Regions from separate parts of the Gossypium arboreum genome. Here region 1 is linked to region 2. Evidence: chromatin contacts called from public Hi-C data. All regions are on one chromosome and are shown on one strand. Each heading gives the region's core, a stretch centred on a gene start, on an enhancer-like site or on the middle of the called end of the contact. The rest is flanking DNA. Distances are from core to core; before and after follow the strand shown.

Region 1 (7,024 bases), core at 3,006-5,505, 210 kb after region 2:
TCAACAGTCAGTGGGCAGACCCAATCGCATAGAGTTTGCGAATAGTTAATCATCCGTATATAGAGGGGACAAACCACTCTTCCATTATATCAACAATTCAACCGATGACGTGAATTACATAAGGAACATGGGTGGAAACCCTTATTTAAATACATATAATCCCAGATGGAGAGATCTCTCGAACCTGGGATGGGGAGGAAAGTAAAGAGGAGGTAATAGTTCTAATCAAGTCAGAAACACTAATTATCAACCTCCTTATTTACAGACTCCTTATAGAAAGGCCAACCCAAATGACCATACTGTATGTGGTCAATGCTTGGATTTGATAGATGTGGAAATGCAGTCAATGAAGACAGATGTGAAGCAAATGCAGTTTGAGTGCACTAACTTGACAAAAACATTGACTAAGCTGGAAGATCAGATGAGCTAATTGATGAGTATGATGGGAGATAACAAAAGACAAATTGGTACTGGCATTCCTAGCAATATTGAAAATAATTTTTGAAAGGAAGGGAATGAGCATGTGAAAGCGATCGCACTTCATTCGGGCAAAGTCTTGAGGAGCCCAGAAACTCTGACATGAGAGGAGACAAAAGAGAATATGGAATATCTTTAAGAAGACACCCGAGAGGCTGACTAAGAACCAGAACTAGAACCAGAAGAAGTAATTGAACCGCTAGCTAAGTCGGAGAAAGAGTTAACCAAATAACCTACTATCACACAGGTACCATTCCCTTCAAGGTTGGAAGAAAGAAAAAAATGGGATGAAGATGAATCTGTAAGATTTTTAAACTTGTTTAAAACATTAGATGTTGACCTGCCTTTAATTGAACTAATTGATAAAGTCCCTAAGTACATCAAATTTTTAAAAGAAATCATTTCCAGGCGTAGGAAAATTAAAGTAGGTGAACAAGTTAATATGAGCATTTCCTATAATGCTATTGTATCTAAACGGGTTCACCAAATGCTAAAAGACTCGGGAAATTTTACAATTCCATAGAGATATGGAGCATCCATTTCAATAGAGCTTTATGTGATTTAGGAGCCAGCATCAATTTAATGCATTTATTTATATTTGAAAAAATTTGGTTAGGGGACCTTAAGAAAACACAAATTACACTACAGTTGGTTGACAGATCCTCAGTGCATCTGCAAAGAGTGTTGGAAGATGTGTTAGCCAAAGAAAGCAGCTTTATCATTTCGACAGATTTTGTAGTCTTAGACTTTGAAGAAGATCGAGAGATACCCATTCTATTGGGCAGACCTTTTGTAGCTACATCAAGGCCTACCATTGATTTATAAAAAAAATGAATTAACCATGAAGATTAATGGTTAAACATAAATTTTTAAATATGGTCACCAACAGAGTGGAGAAAATCGCGAAAAGCTAAAAAAATATTGTAATGAAATATCTATTTATAAATATGATTATCCTGAAGTAAGGGAAATATTTTTAGTAATTAATGCAAGTCAAAAGAACGGATTTAAAGAAAGGGACAAGCGGAAGAAGGTGGAGTGGTACGACAGGCGATGAACTAACACTAAAAGAAACAAAAACATGTATTCACGTATGTTAGTGGAATTGTAAGACGAATCCAGCAGTAAAACTTAACAATTTAATTTAATATTTAATTTTATGTAAATTATTATATATCTAACTAACCGTTTAGTCTAGATTCTGATTTGTATCAAATCTATGTTTTATAGGAACCGTGACATTCTAGAAATTGGAATTTTGAGAAAAATAGAGTTAGTGTTGCAACACGGCAGTCCCGTGTTGCAACACAAAAGCCAAAATTGAAGAAATTGAGAAAATCGACTCGATGTCGCGACATGGACTCCGTGTGTCGCGATACCAAAGACAATATGCCCAAAATTCCAAAATTTCAAAGTGTGTCACAACATCGAACCCCGATCTCACGACAACGACAAACTTCCAGAGGTGTCGTGACACGAAACCTCTGTGTCGCGACATTGCTGCAATTTTTTGCAGGGTTGACTCGACCCGTTTGTGTAGCCCGCCAGTTGTTAACCTCATTATATTGGAATTTAACCTTTAAAACCCCCTATTTTAATTCTTAAACACTCTTTAACAAATCTTTGAAACGTTCCCAACATTGAAAAATGGTTCAATTGAAATTTGCAAGAAATTTTGAATATGTATAACCAGTCAAGTATCTATACAGAAAAAAAGAATACTTATAAACTTGTAATCAAAATCTTACCTTCTCCGGTAACGGCGCCAAAAACTAGACAATGACTTTCTAGGTCTACAACCTAAGTGCAAATTATATTCAAGTAATAAAATATCGGGAGTCTAAGGTCGATCCACAAAGAAGCTTATTAGAATTTACAAGATTACAAGTATTAGGCTAGAACAGAAATTTAACACTTGACTTTGGAATAAGGATTAATAATGAAAGTAATAGCTAGAAACACTAGAAATAAAAAGTCAAAGCAAGAAATTAACTAATAATAAAAATAAGCAAATACCAGGAAGAAAATATGCTGAGGTTAGAGGATCAACTGTTGGTGTCATATTAAGATTAAATTTTAATACTAAATGTTATTACAAAATTAGAATCCACACATAAATGGAGGTCCCAATCGAATGATCTACCAATATACGTCCACTAATTAAACATATGAATCTATGAGCAAAGGTATGTCCATTAATGGAGTGTCGAAAATGATTGTTCAATAAGTCCAAGAGTTTAGCAAATGAATCCATAAGCAAAGGATGGTGCAAGATGATAGTTCAACTATTTAAGTTCAATCCAAAAATATAACATATGATATTATAACTCACTTGATAATTTCAAGACTTATTGAAAACAATTCAAATATTTATTATGTCAATTTTTATGTCTACAACAAATCAATGTTAATTTATCCAAGCATTCATTGTGTCATATATTGTCTATAACATATAAAATATCTTACTTTACAAATATGATTATAACAAATTATTGATAATTACTTTTAGTGATGTGTATGGAATTTGCCTTAATATTTCCCAAGAGTTTCACCATTTCACCTCAGCATTGAAAACTTAAAATAACATAATAAAAGTAAACAACTCAAACTTAAATGAAATAGTTAGATATAAGAAACTTGAAATTTTACACGAATAATGAAACAAACAAAAACTTAACAAGCAAATGATCTTGAACACAACTTTAAGATACCTCCTCTGCTGAAACCAAAGACAATTTATAGAGATTTGTGAAAAATGACTCTTTCTGTCCAAGTAAACGTCTCTCAATGGGAAAAGTCCAAGAGAGTTGATTGATGGTTTGTGTCTTGTCTATATGCTGTTAAAAATTCAACTTCAAACTCTAATTGTGCTAGGAGATATGAGCGAAGCACGAAAATGCATCAAAACTGTCCATCAATGTGAAACTTGTAACTTTATCTTTACTTTTGGATCTTTTCCTGATACATTTTGGTGTTGGTGTTCCAATATTTGAATAGATCTTCAAATCACTTTCCGCCAATATAAGGTACACCCAAATCGAAGCACTAAGAAGTGTTCCCACTGAAAGTTCTGAATGAGTTCAAATTACAAATTTTTAATCTTTGAGCTTTGGACTTTCACTCATCATCTTGGATCAACTTTAGGCTTAGTGCATTTAATCTTGTCTCATGGTTCCATGTATTGACATCTTCTTCCCGAACTTATTTTACCTGCAAATTCCACATGAAATATTTTATTGAAACTAAATGCATGAAAAACACTAAAAATAAACAATATTTACAATATAAACAAAAAATTCAAATCACAAAAATGAGTTTAAAACATATAAAAATATCGGAAACCATGCAAATGTAAATAAGATATAGTCTAAAATAATTATATGAAAATGTCTCATCAAATACTTAAAATTTATTTATTTATACCTTTATGTATTAATTTCATAATTAGAGTAATATTGAAATATTAAAGTAATTGACACAAAATTTGAACAAATTATATAATATAATTCAATTAATAGATAAATTTATACTTGCGCGATTTCTAATTAATAGATATCCTTAAATTTGTGTATCGCATGAAATAAAAATTAATTATTAATATTATTGAAATTTAAAATGTACAGAACGGCCCATTCAAAAACTCATAAATATTAAGAATTAGTTTAAAAATATTTTTAAAATATTCTTAAATTAAAAATACTTTTGAGAAAAACTAAAATTTTTACTTTATCTTTTAATAAATTTTTTTTCCAAAAAACGCTTTTAAATGCCTCCCATTAAAATTCCCAGGAAGGATATAGAACGATGCGTTTCAAGTGGTTCGAAAACTCTGAAACCGAATTTAATGTCCTAGCGTCTCATAAAAAGATAGAGAAAGAGAGAAAAGAAAAGAAATTGATCTCGTTGTTCTCTAAGCTTAGCTTAGCTCTGCTGAGAGAGCAAGTATTTCAATGGAGTTCAGACCTCGAAACTACGTCGCAGAAGAGCAGTCCCACTCGCTTCCTCGATCACGCGCCGATATCCACCCTTTCTCTTCCTCCTCTCCTCAGTCAATCCTCCGCCAGGTTCAAATTCTCTACTTAATTTTCGTTTTCGTTTTTTCTTGTATTTCGGATTATAATAAAACCTCTAGCACTTCTTGAGTTATTTAATTGTATTTTAAGAATCCATGATTTTAGGTTGATGATAACGAGGAAAATAGAAACAACGAGGAGTTCTTTGATCCGCTTAGAGCACCTGATTCTAATGCATCGGTTGAAACTGTCGACGGACACGATTTTGAGAGTAGTTCTAATGGAAACGACGATTCTTTCCCAGTTCAAACAAAGGAGTGGACCTCTTTTAAGAGATTCTTAATGCAGAGATTTCCTGTTTCCAAAATGATTTCAGTTTCTTCTGTAAGCAAATTGATTTTATTTGCGAATTTATATTTCTAATTTGATAATTTAAGACCTTAGGTTTAGTTATGGCGGCATTATGTTAAAATTTGGATCACTAAATACTTGCAACGTGTAAATTTGTGTAATTATGGCAACTTAATGATTTGATGGATTTTTATGCTGTGGTGGAATTTAAAATCGGCAGAAGCGAGTATATGTTTGTGACTTGTCTATTTAAGCAGCTCTTTTGGTGTCACTCAAGCATATAACCTGCTCGTGGAGTTTAAGCTCCATAGCTAGTATATAAGATCAAGATGGCCATAATTCAGTATTAAAATTCTTGTTTATAGTTAAATTGACATGTGACAAGCATATGATCTTGGTTGTGGAGCTTTTGAACTCCAATGTGAGATGGGGGAATATCTGTTGGCTTCTGTATGAGGTTTGTAGAGAATATTTGGTGTTTCTGATATGTTTCTCTTTCATGTGCCACCTAGTAATTAGATTTTGAAACTATACCACTTTCTGTTTCTTTTTCTTTTTGTTGGTGATGACGTTGAGACATTCTTCTTCTCACAGATGTCCAATACAATAGTGAGAAGTGGAAAAGGTATAAAGTTTCTATTCCTTTTAATTTGTTTTTGTTATTAGTTTAGTTATGTACCTTTAGGCTTTAGTAGTCAGCTTGGTGCTGTAATTGTTTATTTTCCATTTACTTGAGCTATGTTCTGATTGTAGCTATTTCATGAGACTAATTTGTAGCACATGAGAAATCTTCAAGTAGCACACATCTGGAAGAACTGGATGATCCACAAAAATTTTCAGAGACGGATACCAAGGTTATCACTCAGCAGGAATATGTATCACGATTACATGAACTGAAAGATGAAATAAATCGTGGTTGGCACAGTGAAGATCGTGTAAAATCTTTGAAGTTATCTATAAAGGTGAAAATTCCCTAATTTTAACTTTTTAGCTCCATCTAATAGCTAATAAAATACAGGTCTAGAAAGGACCGAATGTCTGCATGGTTGGCTAAGCTCATACAATTAGTTATATTGATGTTTCATCATATGAGAGTCTTAAATTCTGAATATAATCAACGTAATAAACCAAGCTTTAACACTTTCATGTAGGTGATGAGGGGATTCGATTACTCTTGTTCATTTATATGAAATAGTTAAATAATGTTATGCACTTTTTTGTCTTTATGAAGTTGATTTACTTAGCAACTAATATCAATCTGATGTGAAAATTTGAGTTTGGGGTATATATTCTTTTATTTTGCTTGCATATGGATTCATGGAACTATGGCTTTCAATTAATTAAATTCTCCATTTTGCAGGTTGCAAGGCTTCTAATGGATACATCAGTTTCAAATTTTTATCCAACATTGTTTGTCCTAGTTACGGATGTACTGAACATGCTTGGGGACATGGTATGGGAACGCATTAGGCAGAAAGCTGAATTTGCTGAAGATGGAGCCAGACTTTGCTCCTTGAGAGGTTTGTATACCGTTAATCTGTTTGAACATTCTTGTAATCTTTCTTAGTTGCTATTCGGTGTCCGCTTCACCAAGAACCTATTGGATGGTGTTTTTACTTCTTAATAAAATTAAATTAGAGAAGAAAGCGCCATAGAATTTCTTTAGTGCTTACACTCTTACTTTCAGTTTTCATCTGTTTGGTTGACTGTTGGGTTTAAACCTAGATTTGCCGTAGATTTTTGGTGTTTTCTTAATGTAGTAACTGGATTGATTTTTTGAAACCTTTTCTGGTTTTATAGCAGAGAATTTTAGAGCAAGTGATGTTCCTATTGATGCCAAGGAAACTTGCTATAACTGGTTTTGCAAGGTTGGCTCCATTCGAGAACTTCTTCCACGAATGTGAGGATCATTTCATATTATGTTTTTTTTCCTTTTAGGCTTACTATTTCTAGGTGATGCTGTTGATGCAATATCGTACTTCTCATATTTGCTTAGTTTTATTTGCTTGCCGTTGCTATGTTATATTTTCTTTTAACCTTTTCCTTTTCTTTTGTACAGTAATTGAAGTTACCCTTGCTTCTTTATTTCTTTCTTGCTTGTAAACAAGGTTTTTTACCACATGGCACTTTGGTATTGTATTTCAGTTATTTGGAGCTGGCTATCTTCCCTTGTTGGCGTTTTC
Region 2 (6,949 bases), core at 4,230-6,729:
GTCAAGTTGATCAAACAGGTCTGAGACTGTCTCATCAACGTGCCTTAAAGCTTTGGGAAAGACAACCAAACTGTAGATGCTCAAAGTGAAAACATCAACCTTCTTATTCATATCCGAATGGGCTAAAATCAGATCCCTCAAGTTTTTCCAAAAGATGCACTTACTATCTCTTTTTTACTTGATCCGGGCTACAATCTACTGTTCGCTCATTCTCGTGATGCTCATCAATTTCTTCAAAAAGGTCGGGATATTAGCGGCTCGCGAATATGCTTTGTTGGCTTGAATCTTCGGGTAACGAAGTAAGGTCATGTACTTCTCCACGGTGGGTACCAAATCGACTCTCCCAAAAGTGAAGTAGCTGTAGGCGGGATTCCAAAATTGGGCGAAGGCTCGGAACAAATGCTTGTCCACCTTTATATCGAGTAGATAGGGCAAGTTGCCGCAGTTACAGTGAAATAGCTATTTGATCTTGTCGTCTCATTGGTTTGATATCTCTTTTAATTCTTGCAGGTTATTTTGACTCACACTGATGTGAGTGAAATCCCACAACTTTGATACATATCCCTCGGTCAGACTATTATCTTTCTTTTGCTACGTCCTTTCGGGCCATATTTGGAAAGCCGCATTATCCTCCACTCTATCAAGAAACCCCTTTTCTATGCTAAGCTCTCTATTTAGTAACCGAATGTGAATCAACACCTTTTTATGATAAAATGCCATGCAATAATAGCAAAACACAAAAAGTCCGTATTATGTACAAAAAAGTAGAACTCAAAGCAAACAGGCAATAGTCAAACACCTATCCGAGTAACCACTAGGGTTTGGCGTGGTTCTACTTGGGGTAGGCTCTTAGGGCTCATTACATGTGGTTTGGTTCTAAAGTAAAGGTACCTGAGCCAGCAAATTCCTCAATCCTCACCCATTATAGGCTCATACGGACCGAGTTTAGTTCAGGGGAATACATTTCCCTATGGCTATACGGAGATAAAAATCTCACGAATACGTAGGTACGGATGTATCCTGAAAGCGATCCACTATCCTATACAGAGGTGAAGACCTCATGAAGGAATAGTTTCTCACTCCCACTTAAAAGGGTAAAATCGACCAACTTATGAGATGTAATATGCAAGGATACATCAAAAGATTACCACTAAAGCAAGCATATTAGGAAAAAAACCACGAAAGTGACGGATAAAATGCAATGGAGCAACCGTGGATTTAAAACAAATTTTCAATTTTAACAAAATGACAAAAATTAATCAATTTATAGCTTGACTCTCAAATATCCCCAGCGGAGTCGCCAAGCTGTCGAAACCAATTTTTTGAAAAAGGTCGACTTTTATTTAAAAACGAAAATGGAGTCGCCACCAATCTTTTTTTATTAAGTGTGATCGGATCACCTCGTAATTTGATCATTTTAATAAAATATTTTGGTTTATTAAAAAAATGATTTTGGTCTACGAAGTTCGAGAAAACGGGCCCGGGAGTCGGTTACATGCGAGGAAGGATTAGCACCCTTGTCACGCCCAAAATTGGTACCCAATTAATTAATTAATGTCTTAATGGCGAAAGTTGAAATTTTGAAAAGATTTAAAATACGATCCCTTTTTATTAAAGCTTTTTTTTTAAAAAAAAAAGCTTGAATTAAGTTGAAACGAACATCAAAGGCCCACTCGTCCTGAGATAACGAAATGCGACATCCCGTAAGTTAGGATGCGACATTCAAACATTCGAGAACAAGTTTGGGATGCGACATTCGAACATTCGAGAACAAGTTTGCCTTTAAATTTTTCGAAACTTCATGTATTTTGAAATCTAAAAGGATATTTGGCTATTTAGGTTTAACAAGAAAATCGAAACCCATAAGTTAGGGTAAGATTTCTTGAATTCCCAAAACGCGAAATATTGCCTTATTTTGAAAACTTTTTATTTTTGAATAATAACAAGTATAACATTTAACGATGCACGTTTATTTTGTTTAGAGCAAAACAAATTGGTCTATATTGGACAAATACATTGGAGCTTAATACACGATGTGATTTAAACTAAATAAACAAAAGGTAACATAGAGCATGGAATAATAATACACAAATTAGATGCAATATTAATGAATGTCAACAATATGAAGATGTTAATAAATAATTTCTAGAACATGTAATGACAATATTCACACAATGTATATTATTTTAATACCAACATTAATAATAAAATAATTAACAAAATGAATATCAATAATGATAACGATAATAATAATCATGACAAAACAAGGCAAATAAAAGAAAATACCAATTATTCTTTACAAAAGGACAAAGAAGTAATTAAATAAATATATAAAAATAATTTATAAAATATTGAAAATAAAAGACCAAATTAAAATATAAACGAGAGTTGGGATGCAATTTGTAATAAGGTACATAAATATAATAATGGATGATAAAACAAAATAAATAAATAGATGTTTAGTAAAAAGAAAAGAAAATAAGAGAACAATTTTAAATAGTAATAATAAGAATAAAATAAATAAAAAACTAAAATAAAATAAAGAAAAAAAGGCTAACAATTAAATGCATAAGGAGTTAAAATGAAATAAGGATCCAATTGTCACCCAAATAAAATTAACGGGATAAATCAAGATAAAAAAAATAAAGGGACTAATTCGACATGCGCAAAAAGGACGAGGGATTAATTGGGAAAATATCCCAAAACCTTACTAAGCGCATTATCCCTTGACTGGTCGAGGACCGAATTAAAAATGAAATAAAATTTAAGGGGCGAATTTTATATAAAAAAAGAAAGGAATAGGGACCAAATAGAACACTTGCAAAGAATGAGGGGTTGATTGGGAGAATATTCTCAGCCCTTATGCGCAGCGTTTCAGCATGGGCTAAAATGTAATTAAGAATAAATTATGGGGACAAATCTCCAACATGTCAAACTATCGCGGGATCAGATTGAAACATACAAGAAAAATAGAAGGATCAAAATAGCAAATTACCCATTTGGGCCTTAAAAACACGCGGATCCCCCACAAATCGAGTCAGGTCACGGGTTCCTTCCCAAAACGATGTTGTTTTGGCACTTGGGAGGTAAATTGAAACGATTAAGCCCAAATTTTTTTAAAAAAATTCATTTTAACCCATTCTCTTAAAAAAAAGACTCAACTCTCTCTAACTCTCCCCTCCTCCAGTCTAGGTCAGGCCGATGGGTTTCCAATTGTCCGTCGCAGCACCTTCGTGGTTCCACCGTGGACGGTGGTCGGAGCCACGCAAAAATCAGATTTTCGGCTCTTTTTAAAATGGGTCTGAAAGTGAAGCTTTCCTAGTCTGAGAATATCAAGAGAAAGGGACTCTCTACCCTCTCTTTGGGCTAATTTCGACGCAGGAGAGGGAATTCCCGACGAAGAGGACACGGACTCCGGTAAGTTTTCCTTCCCTTTTTATATTTTCTTATATGAAATAAAAATAAAAATAAAAAACTTAGAGCAAAGTAAATATAAAAACATGAAACGAAAATCACCTTTAGAAGATTTATGGATATTCAATCTTTTTTGTATTTAATTTTGTCTGTTCGTCAAAAAAAAAAAGGTACAAAGATGTTGTTCGGGGTTTTATAGCCGAATTTTACAACTCTTTAGTTTCTAATTTTTGTTGTTTTGCTATTTACTACTGTTGCCCGCATGGCATTTAATTTTTTTCTGCAGGTGTCAGGGGCGTGCGAAGGCTGGCGTGCATCTGTGATGACGCGCGTGAGGAGGGGCGGTGGCTGAAGCTCTTAGGGAGGCTAGGGTTTGCTGTTTTGTTTATGTGTTTGGGCTGACTTGAGCTTTAGAGTTTTTTATTGTTTGGGTCATTTGGGTTTGAGTTTCAATGTGAAAATTGGGCCTGTTGTTTGTTTTGTAAAATGGACTCTTAATGTATTTTGTTCTTTCTTTTTGGTTTTATATTTGGGTCTTGGACCCAGGCCAAAATTGACCTATTACATTACATTTCTATTATGTTGTTTAAATTGGAAGATTTTGAATTGTAATTTTGTTTAGATTTCAAGCAGGTGGTGGCAAGGGCAAAGCCAGAAAATTTTTTTAGGGGGGCTGGATGAAATTTTAATTTTTTATAGTTTATATTTTTATAATTTGTAAAGAATTAAATTGAATTTTTATAATTTTAGGGGGGTCAAAGTACAATTTTACCTTTACTAATTTAAAATTTTTAAAAAATTTCAAGAATTTAAAATATAATTTTCCATTTTAGGGGGGCGCCAGGGCCCATGCCAGCCCCCTAGCTACGCCCATGGTTGGTGGTAAGTACTACTAGTTGGTTTTTAGGTTTATTTTATGCAGTAGAATCAAAGTTATAGAGTAGTGAAAACTAGGATGTATTAGATATAAACCTCTGAAACTATGTGGTCTCTTACAAAAAATATGACCTATGGGTTTTTATGGAAGCTTTTTTTATTGTTCTTGTTATGCTCTGGCAATACTTTGGTCACGAATGACTAATATCATGATTGATGTCCCATTAATTTTGCATTTCAATTGCATTCTTTTGTATGAGAATCTTTCTCTTGCATATGATTGTTTCGAGTATATGGAAGAACAATTATTTATTGAGTTTTGACAATGATTTAAAACACCAAACAGTTTTCTTAATAAAAATTTCAGGAAAATGCAAACAACTGGGGAGTTCTATAGTAACGTATACAAGGCATTTATTTTAGTTTCCCTTTTGTGAAGAAAGCAAGCAGATAGTGCAGATATAAGTAGAATCTTTAACTGGATACTGTTCAACAACTTCAACTCCTTGATGGTGAATGATCACCTTTTAGGGGCGGAGGCAAACCTCGAGGGCAAGTCCTGGGTGGTGGCCCTGGCTGCGTAGGAGGGCATGGTGTTGGCTGAGGGCGATGAGGATGAGGAGGAGGGAATGGTCGTGGTGGATGAGGAGGGATCGGTCGCGGCGGGTGAGGAGGGAATGGTCCCGGTGGGTGAGGAGGGAATGGACGAGGAGGGCGTGGTGGAGGCTGTGCATATCCACACATCCCAAACGAGCATGGAACCCTAAATGGGCATCGGTTTCCACAGCGACCACAATTCAGAGGACTAATATTCGTATTAATACAAACCCCCCTGCAGCATTGCCAAGTAAATGGACATCTAAGCGCACATAAGCCACAGTGAGCATCATCAGAGTTAAGGTCAACACAACGGTTCCTACAACAACGCATCCGAGCTGTCGGCGGATGTTCTCCCCGTTCACATATCCACGGCCTGAACATGCATCCACCAGGTCTTGGCCTCGGATTCGCTGCATTCCTGAGCCACGGCGACGCTCTATCAGTAGTCTCATTCTGTAGCACCCATTTCAGTTTTACATTAGCTTCTGCCATCGCAATTGGCAGTAAAACCAACAGTTGCAGCAGAAAGGGAAGAAACAAAGCTTTAGCAAGCCACTCCATTTGAGGATTGCACAAAAAATTGCAATGAACCTGTGGAGTTATAAACTCTATATATATACAAATAAAAAGGTAGACTGCTTTAGTAAAACTTGGAAGATTGATTTAGAAGTTCATGTTTTTCTTACACTAATCGATGTAACAAGAAATCGTACTTGATAAACTATTTATGATTAGAAGTGTGTAAGGGCGTGATCAGTTTTGGCTTAAACACAAAATTAAACTAATTATTCACAAAATATATATAATAAAAAAAAAAAGGAATTCCTTTTTTCCTGGTGATGGGGAGGGTCCTCATATGGTAAACCTGAGGGCTTCCATGGACCTCAAAGCATGTTTAGCAGTCTCAGCCCTTTTGTCACATGCTTTTTGCAAACTCTTCAATTGCTACCAATACGTAATGTAATAGAAAAATTTCATACTATTTTTCAGCTTATTACCACCAATTTCTTCCTCTCTTATTTCTTTATTTACCCTTTAATTGCTTATTGATAGACGACATATTGAACTAAAGAAAAGAAGGCAAAATCTTAGTGTAAATATTGTTAAACAGCAGATGAATATAAATTTATGGTTGTATTTTTTAAAGGATATGTGTTGACTTAGTAAGAATGTTGTTGGTCAAGATTCGCATCGGATTTCAACAAAAACACAGTCCATAATAGATTACGTTTGCAGCTTACGCTGTTCTTGATTAGTGTTCAAACTAAGACTATTATTATCATGAAATTCAAATTCAACCATGCTTTTGTTGTTAAATAAAATAAAAAAACTTCAACAACACATTATGTTATAATCACGATGTAGATGTAAGTAAACAAATACATTTCACGTAAAAACTTTCTTAATAAATTTTATTTATAAATCTTTAAATATATTATTTTAATTCTTATTTAAAATTATATAAAGAATATGAATGAGATAAAAATTCATCATAATAATATTAGTTCTCATTTAAAAGGAAGGGGTCTTTAGGGTTTTCCCAATTGAAATGGTACTCACTCGGTTAACCCATGGCATTGGCAATAGAATATATAAATAAATGATAAATATCAAATTTATACATGAATTTTGATCTAATGGGTAATTTGATGTATGAACTTTGATTTGGTGCAACCATATATATGAAACTTAAATGTGGTTTGTATGTATTCATGAAGTTTTGGTTTTGATTCAAGTGTGCACATTTAAAGAAATAACTATATACATTTATTTTCACAACGAATTAATATGGTTATTAGTGTAGGCAATATATCAATATAAAATGGTGCTAATTTAATCTATGTTGTTAGTAATTTATAGTCTTCTTTATTCACACAATCTGTATCAATTGCAATGTGTTGTTGACTCCAGGAGATACAAGCCTGTGAAGTGGGGTAAGTTTGCAGCTATTGGTGTTTGGTTTTTTGATGGTGAATAATGAGATTAAGGGATATCTAAGTTGATTAGTGAAGGGGAGTTGGTGTGATCCCCCTCATTCTCTTTGCCTATGTGATTTAGG

Evidence for each region. Hi-C and Micro-C count contacts between places; a contact is called where the count stands out from the background.
Region 1: a Hi-C map of leaf shows a contact between it and region 2, with 1.5 times the contacts expected there. The contact joins the promoter of LOC108483384 here to the promoter of LOC108482432 in region 2. A contact is called at or near these places in 2 of 5 Hi-C or Micro-C datasets (both in leaf).

The regions. Positions count from the first base shown.
Region 1 is chr1:110,222,697-110,229,720 of ASM2569848v2, forward strand. LOC108483384 reads left to right here and starts at 4,256. Exons shown (of 22, transcript XM_053030281.1): 1 at 4,256-4,541; 2 at 4,656-4,874; 3 at 5,436-5,466; 4 at 5,619-5,803; 5 at 6,202-6,361; 6 at 6,645-6,741; 7 at 6,987-7,024. The coding sequence starts at 4,428.
Region 2 is chr1:110,014,957-110,021,905 of ASM2569848v2, forward strand. LOC108482432 (stigma-specific STIG1-like protein 4) reads right to left here and starts at 5,480. Exons shown (of 1, transcript XM_017785564.2): 1 at 4,585-5,480. The coding sequence starts at 5,451. The coding sequence ends at 4,789.